2 separate regions of the Pan troglodytes genome follow, and region 2 is linked to region 1. Evidence: chromatin contacts called from public HiChIP or PLAC-seq data. All regions are on one chromosome and are shown on one strand. Each heading gives the region's core, a stretch centred on a gene start, on an enhancer-like site or on the middle of the called end of the contact. The rest is flanking DNA. Distances are from core to core; before and after follow the strand shown. Region 1 holds the start of NETO2 (neuropilin and tolloid like 2). Region 2 holds the start of ITFG1 (integrin alpha FG-GAP repeat containing 1).

What was found. HiChIP or PLAC-seq counts read pairs in DNA pulled down with a chosen protein or histone mark.
Region 2: a contact with region 1 is called in an H3K4me3 HiChIP or PLAC-seq map of stem cell-derived excitatory neurons, with 9 times the contacts expected there. The contact joins the promoter of ITFG1 here to the promoter of NETO2 in region 1. A contact is called at or near these places in 1 of 7 Hi-C or Micro-C datasets (stem cell-derived neural progenitor cells) and 1 of 1 datasets of contacts at active chromatin or transcription factors (stem cell-derived excitatory neurons).

What each region holds. Positions count from the first base shown.
Region 1 is chr18:45,166,800-45,171,424 of NHGRI_mPanTro3-v2.0_pri, reverse strand. It overlaps NETO2 (neuropilin and tolloid like 2), which reads left to right and starts at 2,308. Exons shown (of 9, transcript XM_016929793.3): 1 at 2,308-2,674. The coding sequence starts at 2,641. It overlaps LOC134808753 (a long non-coding RNA gene), which reads right to left and starts at 2,195. Exons shown (of 5, transcript XR_010152344.1): 1 at 1,769-2,195.
Region 2 is chr18:45,434,892-45,439,516 of NHGRI_mPanTro3-v2.0_pri, reverse strand. It overlaps ITFG1 (integrin alpha FG-GAP repeat containing 1), which reads left to right and starts at 2,216. Exons shown (of 18, transcript XM_520622.6): 1 at 2,216-2,624; 2 at 4,290-4,362. The coding sequence starts at 2,417. It overlaps PHKB (phosphorylase kinase regulatory subunit beta), which reads right to left and starts at 2,333. Exons shown (of 32, transcript XM_063797099.1): 1 at 2,035-2,333.

The DNA.
Region 1 (4,625 bases), core at 1,059-3,558:
AAAAAGATAGGTGTCTTAAAAGGGAGCCACAAAATGAACATTCCCAATTGGAATCTACTCCCAAGCCAACATTCTAGAGGAAAAAAGACTTTTTAGGTTTAATCAAAATAATACAAGTAAGAGCTTCTAAAGTAAACGTAGAAGTATTACAGATCTACTTTTGGAATTCTTGTGGTTGCTCTAATCTCTCCCCTTTTATTACAACCTCAACTGCCAGATGAATCTTCCCAGAACTCCATTACTGCACTATTAAAAGTAATCATTTACCTAACTAGCATTTGAGCACCTATCTCCATAATCAAAGCCCACCATGTCCAACCTCTTCTTTAATACCAAACACAACACTTGCCCCACGTTCCAGGCTCATCCTGCTCCCTGCCTGCTGAGCTCTTCTTCTGCCTCCTCTCCTCTCGCCACCCCAAGCATTTCCATGGTTTGTGTGTCACCTCCTTCAGGAAGTCTTCTCTGATGACATCACACGCAGATTTTTCCTTCAGTCAACAACCTCACATTAAGAAACTATTATGTTCTTAATTTGAGAGCCCCTTCCTCTCAAATTTTTTTGGTTCACTGTTGTCTGTAACCTATACTTAATATTGTCTTCTTACTCTCCTATTCTACTAATATGCTACATCATTATTATTTGAGATGGAGTCTCGCTGTTGCCCAAGCTGGAGTGCAGTTCAAGCGATTCTCCTGCCTCAGCCTCCCTAGTAGCTGGGACTACAGGCGCGTGCCACCACGCCCAGCTAATTTTTGTATTTTTAGTAGAGATGGGGTTTCACCATGTCGGCCAGGCTGGTCTCAAACCTCTGACCTCGGGTGACCCGCCTGCCTCAGCCTCCCAAAGTTCTGGGATTACATGCGTGAGCCACCTTTTTATATCCGTGGGAAAAAGTTCTTAAATGTTTTATTTCCTAATTGGTTCTCGTGTGCGATCTTAACTGTAGTAGGTGGTTACCTTTAGGAACCCAAACTTACCCATCTTTTATGCCCCCATTCACAGCACATGGCAAAGGGTGAAACACCTCGATATTAATTGGTGTTAAGTATGTTTTTCCTTTGTAAATCTCATGAATTATTTATGCTTTTGTACCTTTCTTGAAGGAATACAAAGTGAGAGAGAAGAGCTTAACACCTGAAAAATTTTTCAGTTGCCTGACATTGTCTTTAGCTACAATTGGTTAGACAAACGTTTACAGAGTTCCTACTACACGCAGAGACAGGCATAAATATTCTATTATGGTAAGGCCTTGATCACGGTTGTTATCTCCAGCACCAATCATTGTCTTCTGCACATAATTAACACCCAATACGTATGTGTGGAGTGAAAAAAATGAATGCAGTCGGCCTGCCTGCAAGCAGCTGATATTTTAATGGTGTGAGGGTGAGGGAGATATAAAGGATGAACAAATAAATAAATGAGGAAGGTCATATCAGTGTGATAACCGCTATGGAGAAAATAAAGCAGGATCATGAATGCCACCAACAGCCATGCAGTTGTTGGCAGACCTGGAGACTCCCATCAGCTGGCGAAGCTGCCCAGCGTAGTGGTTAGCTGCTAGGAGGGCAGCCCCGGGGGAGGTGCACAGCCCTGCCGCTCATTCGCTACGCGGCTCTGGACGAAGGGCTTCACCTCTCTGGCCTCGACTTTCCAATCCCCTAAAACCTACTTCATGAGGGGGAGTCTGAGGAGTTGGTACTAAAGTGCCTGTCAACCTGGCGGGCGCTAGGGAAACGCCGGCAGCGCCGCGGGTCGGGAACTCACCGGCGCGAGGGGCACGGAGAGCCTCGGGCTCCCTCTGCCGATGTCCGCGCTTCCCTGCCCAGGGTCGAGCAAGGCTGAGCTGGGCAAAGTTTTGACCTTGAATGGAGGTCTGGGGGACCAGGGACCGGCGCCCCTCTCTGTCTGCTAGGGCTGGCGGAGACCCGGCAGGCCAGCGAGGGTGCGGGGCCGAGGTGGGCGGCGCTTCCCGGGCGCCTCCGTCAGACGGGAGGCATCGAGGGCTCGGCCAGCTGCCCCGGGCGCCCTGCGCGGCGGCTGGGCACGGGCCATTCACTGCCCCGGCGCCGGCCTCTCGGACGAGGCCGCCGCGCAGCCACGGCGAGAGGCGCCCTCACGGCCCCCGCGCCCAGCCGGCTCCCAGCCCTAACGGCAGCCGGCGGGGAGCGACGCCGTCCCACGGCGCGAGGCCGCGGCGGGCGCGCGAGGCGCGGGGCGGGGCGGGCACATGCGCACAGGCGGCGCAGCCGGCACGCGGCGCTCGCGCTCCCTGCTTAAATGAGCCTGGGCGCCCCGCGCCCGCCACTTCAGTGGATCCCGCGCCGGGGCCGCGGGCGGAGCTGCCCGCCGGTCCCGCGCCGCGCGTCCGCACTCCTCGGCCCTCGGGCGGTCGATGGGACGGGGCGCCGCGGAGCAGGAGGCGGCGCCCGTCGGGGTGCTCGGGCCGCGCGGGAGCCCACTGGGGGGCTCGGGCATGGCGGGCCGCAGGACCTGAGCTCTCCTCAGGGGAGCGGGGAGGCAGCTGCTGGCCGGCGATGGGGACGGAGTGGGGCCGTCGCCGCCGCGCCGAGCCGTGAGCGCCGAGCCACCGCCGCCGCTACCTCAGCCCCTCGCGAAGCGCCGGGCAGCTCGGGAACATGGCCCTGGAGCGGCTCTGCTCGGTCCTCAAAGGTAAGGACCGGCGCTGGGGCCGCGGACGGCGCCCCCTGCGGGCCGAGGCTGGCGCGCCGCCCTGCCCGCGCCTCTGCGTCCCTTACCCGCGCCCGGGACCCGACGCGCCTCTTTGTCTGGCGGGGCTCGCGGCTACTTGGAGCGGACCGCGGGGCGCGCGCCCTGCCCGGCTCTCCGGGCGCGCCGCCTCTGACCCCTGCGAGTCCGGCCGACGTTCGCGGGGCGCGTGTGGAAGAGGGATCGGGTCGGGAAGGCGGCCAGGAGGCCCCTGGGCCCAGCAGGGCCCTCCGGGCTGCGCCCTCGCGCCGCTTCCGTAGAATTCCGCGCATCCCTTTGCAAAGTTGTGAGATTCCTGTCGTGGAGCGGAGGCCGCTCTTTCTCCAGATGTGATGGCAAAAAGTAATTCCACGAGAACAATAAAAACCGCGGCCGTGACGTCGTGCAGCGGTTTTCGAATAGCCCCGCGGCGCCTGCACCTCGCGGCGGGGAACGGGGCCTGCCGGGCCAGCCGGGTCCCACCTGCTGCGGCCACGGAGGCTGCGGCACCACTGCGGGCTCCGGGGGCGGCGCGCGGGCGCCGCGGACCCGGCTTGTCCCGGCCCCCGGGGAGCGCTGCTGCTCGGGTGCTTCCCGGGACGCGGCGCTCCTCGCGCTCCGCCAGAGGTCTCAGAATTCCCCGCCGCTGGTGTTCGGTTCTTACTAATTTGTTGTACTGGGAATTAAAACAGTTGGCTTGCCCAGAGCACAGAGCTCTAAAACATACTCCACCCGCTTTGCATTTCCCAGGAGGTGGTAATTTAGATGAAAATTTATATACATAGATAATTAGGATTGGGATACAAAGTTGCTCCTGAAACTCGGGCTGAATAAATCGTCTTTTCAATTTCCAAAGGGAAAACAGCACCACCACTCAGTAAAGGACTTCCCTTTTCCCCCCTGCTGATTTAAATTGAAAGCTGACATGTTTGTAATGTCGTAACATGTTCTTTTTTAAAAAATTTCGAGGGTACGGCTGAGGCATTATTAACGGTGTCAGGTATAACTCAGCACTGTATCTTAATATTTGTAGAGTGACTTTTTTCCTGCTCCCTAACAGCACTTTTTTCAAATTTGTTTTATTAGAAAGTTCAGTGTAATTTTGCTTATTTTAATTGGACACATTGTCTACTCTCCACATATTCCTAAATTCGGAATTGAGATTTCAGTAATTCGAAACGTTTAACTACCCCACTGTAAACGTATCTACAGCTTGTACTAAGGTAACCTAGGACTTTCTAGCTGATGAATATTTCACAAACCGTAAATCCATAGTGATTCCTTTATTACAATTGAAAACAACTCTGAAATTCATCCTGTGGCTTTCATATCTCTAACTCCTAATTTTTACAGTCATTCCTGGGAAAGGAATGTTTTTACTCTTTCGTGATAAACCGTATGCACACTAGGATTTCTGATCGTGTTGCTTATCTGAATTTTCTGCCGTTGTCGGATTGCGCCCTCACTACGGTAAGGTTGTCAGCATGCTACTGACCGTGCATCCGAGAGCACCCCCGGATGAAATCGCGTAGATCTGTCACGCCGCTTTACCTGCAGAACTTGATAAAATCGAGCTGGATAGGGTAGGGGCTGGTAGAGCCTCCTCCAATGGTGAAGGGATTTGCAGCGTTTCTGCCTTTGCCTTTCCCGTGGGTGCACACTGCCCTCTCTGGCTATCGTGGTGAAGCGTTGAGTTTTGCACCTTTCAGGAAACGATTCTGGTGATGGCAGAGCTACGGTGAAAACAATATAGTGTCTGGCTTTTCTTTTTTCGGTGTTAGCCTACACTATTTTTACATGCTGGAGTATTTTTAAAGCTCAAGCTGAATTATTATTGTTGTTGCTGCTATTGGTGGCGGCTTCCTAGAGAGAAAGCAAGTTATTTTTAAAGTCTTCTGTGGTATCAACTTGTAAA
Region 2 (4,625 bases), core at 967-3,466, 270 kb before region 1:
TATTAACTCGAGTTATTAACTTTATCCTCTGTACTTCATATACTTATAAGAATCTGAAACCTCAAATTTAACTATTAATTTGGAGGAATAACTTCAAGTGGTATCTCTTTACTACTATGATGTAAACATACAGGAACACTCAACATTGATACTATGCACTTTGCACATAAAAGTGGATTTAAATAACTGCACTCAACAACAGTTAACACTAGAATTTTTTTTCTCAGCTAAGAAAAGAGAAGTAAGGTTTTCAAAGCTTACTGTTATGACATGCATTTCAGAGGAAACAAAGACTGACGAAGAAAATCAACTCTATGAGCTTATGAAAGTTAAAGAGAAATGTTGCAAAAATATATGTTGGGGGCAGTACTCAGGTCCCTGTAAGAAAACTCCAGTTACTCTCTTTGTTCAGACATAACCAATCCAATAACACTTTTTATATCCAGATAGCCACATCATTAGTAGCCAACTCAGTATTTCTATATCACACAAAAACAATTTAAGAAAAAGTGTGAAACAAATACGTGACTATTCCAAGTCACTTTATTGATTCTTAGTAGTACTAAGGACTACTTTTTGAAAAAATTATCTCATACTTCATAGATGGTAATTTTACTATAACCCTAAGTATATAAAGCTGAACTTTTTGTAAGGTATAAAAAAACAGAGTGTTGGGTGTATGATTTCTGAAATTAGATTTTCAGAAATTAGATTTACTTTCTCCAAAAAAAAAAAAAGAAGTCAGTGTGCACAACAGACAACTAAGAACTTCATAAATAGGAAAAGCCCAAAACGTAAGGAGAACATATTAGGTGAGAAAATAATTTCTTTTTTTTTTTTTTGAGACGGAGTCTCACTCTGTCGCCCACGCTGGATTGCAGTGGTGCGACCTCCACTCACTGCAGCCTCCGCCTCCCAGGTTCAAGCAATTCTCCTGCCTCAGACTCCCGAGTAGCTGGGGTTACAGGCGCCCGCCACCACGCCCAGGTAATTTTTGTATTTTTAGTAGAGATGAGGTTTTACCAGGTTGGCCAGGCTGGTCTCGAACTCCTGACCTCAGGTGATCCGCCCGCCTCGGCCTCCCAAAGTGCTGGGATTACAGGCGTGAGCCACCGCGCCCGTCCGAAAATAATTTCTTAATATCAATGCAAGTGCAAAGTTAATTTTCCTAGCTAACACCTTTCACACCCGCCCCCCAATAATGACATAGTTCGTCAATTCTTTAAAAGGGAAGCTCCTTAGCTGAAAACCTGCATTCCGCCTTTCGCCTTTCCTGTTTAAGTGCATGCCTTTTGTTCAAGATTATATCCAGCCAACCAGGAATACGGGAAGTTTTAATAACGCCACAAGTCATGACGTTGCAATTTGAACAAGTCAGTTCGGGACACTTGGAACTGTTAAAACTGCCTGCAAGGCACCTTCTGACCTCTATACTTTCGGGTTTGGAAACCACACAACCTGGGGCCACTTAAGGAGCCCTTTTCTTTCTGAGCCCTAACTATACTCTTCAAGATCTGAGGCCTAGTCTCCTTCAGTTTCTGCTAGACAGATGACAGGTCTACTGCTTAGAACCTGTGGGGAATGTAAAAGGGATATAAGACGTAAGGCAAGGAGCCCAGACGCCGGCTTTCTGCAGCCAGATCGTAGTTACATCTGACTTGGTCTGATTAAGCTATCTGACTTTCGCAGAGAACATTCACAGGGAGGACACATTCCCTTTCCCAGGAATGTGCCGCCGCCCGATTTTTAAGTTAGAAGACTCTAAGGGAAGTCCGGACCGCTGCCTACTTTCCGAGTGGGGCTCACAAGCGGAATACAGTTGGGGGCACACACAGAGTGGAGCTGGCTCTGCCACCTAATTTTTAGAGGTGGAGGAAGATATTAGAAACAAGGCCAGGGCCGCCACCTGCTTTCTAAAGAGGAACTCGGGGCACAGGTTCATTCCCAGGGCCCCCACCTGCCTCCCGCCAAGGCGCTTGAGGGGAAGCCCACCCAAGGTACTCGGGTGGGGGGCGGCGCCCCAGCCAGCCAAACCTGAGCGCTTGGTCCGAGCTCTTCGCTCCAAGACCTTCCAGCTCACTTCTGCCGTGAGTCCCGCCGCCCCCGCCATCGCGCTCCGGCCGCCGCCTTGGCCACCGCCCACGGGGCCGCCTGTCAGCAATGCCGGGCCACGCCCCCCCGCACGACACTGTCGGGAGGCGCGCCTGCCGGAAGTGAGCGTGAGGGCGGCTTTCACCCTAGCTCCACTGCTTTTTTAGCGTCGGAAGGGCAGCCCTAGTGGGAGAGAGAAAAAGGAGCCGGCAGCGGCTCTTACGCGTCCCGGGGCTGCGCGCCACTCTCTCGGCCGGTAACGCGGTGCTTTGCGGCTGTCGTCAAGCGCGGCGTTGGGCCGGCGGGCGGGGGCTGAGGGGCTGCCATGGCGGCGGCGGGCCGGCTGCCGAGCTCCTGGGCCCTCTTCTCGCCGCTCCTCGCAGGGCTTGCACTACTGGGAGTCGGGCCGGTCCCAGCGCGGGCGCTGCACAACGTCACGGCCGAGCTCTTTGGGGCCGAGGCCTGGGGCACCCTTGCGGCTTTCGGGGACCTCAACTCCGACAAGCAGACGGATCTCTTCGTGCTGCGGGAAAGTCAGTGCTTGCCGGGCCCTCCCTCTGTTCGCTGTCCGTGTGCCTCTCCCGGTGTTCCCCAAACCCATTGCCGAATGGCCGGTCCTTCTGCATTTCCTGGTCCTTCTCTCCCAGCCCTGTGGCCTTCCCTTTAGCATTCTTAACAGCTTGTCCTTTTGCACCACCCTTTCCAACCCCAGGTTCTGACCCAGCTACCCTACAGTTTGACCTACCCTCAAAAGCCCTGACGGCACCTCAGTTTTGTTCCTAAGAAGTCTGCGGCCTTCACCCAGTCACCTTACCCCCTCCTCCCCATGGAATCACCTGTCTTCCAAAGTGCTTCCTGATTCCTAGGAATCTTTGTAGCTTGCCTCAACGTTCGCTCCCAAGGCCCACTCATTCCTTTCTATTTTGCTTCAGTCTTCCTTCCCCGTTGATGAACATGGAGAGGTGCAACTTGACAATCTCTTCTCATAGGGGGCTTCTTCTTGCCTCCCCACCTACCTAATTCGCCCACCCCTCTCTTTGTCAAGGCCACAGCTTTCTATGAAGCGAATGTACCCTTCCAAGGGCCTAAACACTAAACAGCTCACACAAGCATTTTTCAGGGACCACTGATAAACCTAATGCCTCCTTGGGAAAGCAGTCTCAAACTACAGAAATTTCTCTCTTGAGCTGCCTGTTCTTTCGTGTACTCCTTCCTCATCTTGGTCCTCACCTTAGTGTTCCAAATGTCTACTTTCTTTGCTAACTTGTTCTTGGAAATTCTTTGCTTTGACAATCGTTAAACTAACTTTTTTGTAAATCTTGATGCTGACAGTGGGCATTAGGGGGTCTTAGCGTTCTTGAGTACCTACAGAAGCAGGTGCTGCTTAAAGATCAATGCTGTGAAGGAAGGAAGGAAGAGCTGCTCAGAGCTTGCCTGACAGGATCCTGAACCAGACTTCTTGGAGCCCTTGCCGGGATGCAGGAGCCTCTTACAGACCCTGAATATTTTCCCAATCTTTTTGACTCCTGATTTTGCAGTGTACTGCCAAACCTGTTGCTGCTGTGTCCAAACTGGATACAGAGAGTAGCCTTGACTTTAACGATGGCCTGTGTTTGATTAAACAATTCCAAAAGTCTGTCTCAATGAGTGCTAATTGAGCTCCAAGAATGTGTCAGCCTCTGGAGGATGGCCCCATAGGAGGAGGGTCTTGGAGGATTCAGCATTTTCTGCTCACATGCTTAATTATGTCCTTGTCAGATATCTACAATGGGTGTCCCTGCATCCTTGGTGTGATGCATCTGTGTAATGAACCAAACAGCCTTACAAGGGACAGCATTGCTAGATTCGGGGAAGACAAGTCTGGACATGTAGTATAGTTATAAGGCATCTTCTTTATATGGTTCTTTTAAGTCAACCAATCTGACTCCTTGCAGAATCCACTGGCTTCAGTTTCTCTTGATCAGCTGCTTTTTCCCATTTTCATCCTTTCTATTTCTCTGCTACTTTGAACATTGAACTTGTGATATAATGTTAGGCATCTCCATTGGACTAGTGGGACTATGCTTGAGAGGGCAGATAAACTGGAGTAGAATAAAAGTTTTCTTGTTGAGAACAGTGCCCAGAAACCTTCTTGTAACCACTGATTAGATATCTTATCAACAAACATTTTTCTAATATCATATATTTGTTTTCTTTAGGAAATGACGTAATCGTCTTTTTGGCAGACCAGAATGCACCCTATTTTAAACCCAAAGTAAAGGTATCTTTCAAGTAAGTACAAATATGATTATTTTGATAAAACTTTAGTCATTAATGTAATAATGGATATGCAGTAGCTGATTGGTTGTCTTTAAAGTCAGCCTTAGTGTTGGGATGCAAAACCACTATTTGTGAGGTATGAGTAGCAAGTGATTTTTTGGAAAAATAGTGAAAATACCAAAGTTTAAAAATGACTTTAAAGAAATAAATTTGAGTGGATCCAGGTTTGTTTCTATATAAACACCCTTTATTTCCTTGCAATCTCATATCCCTTC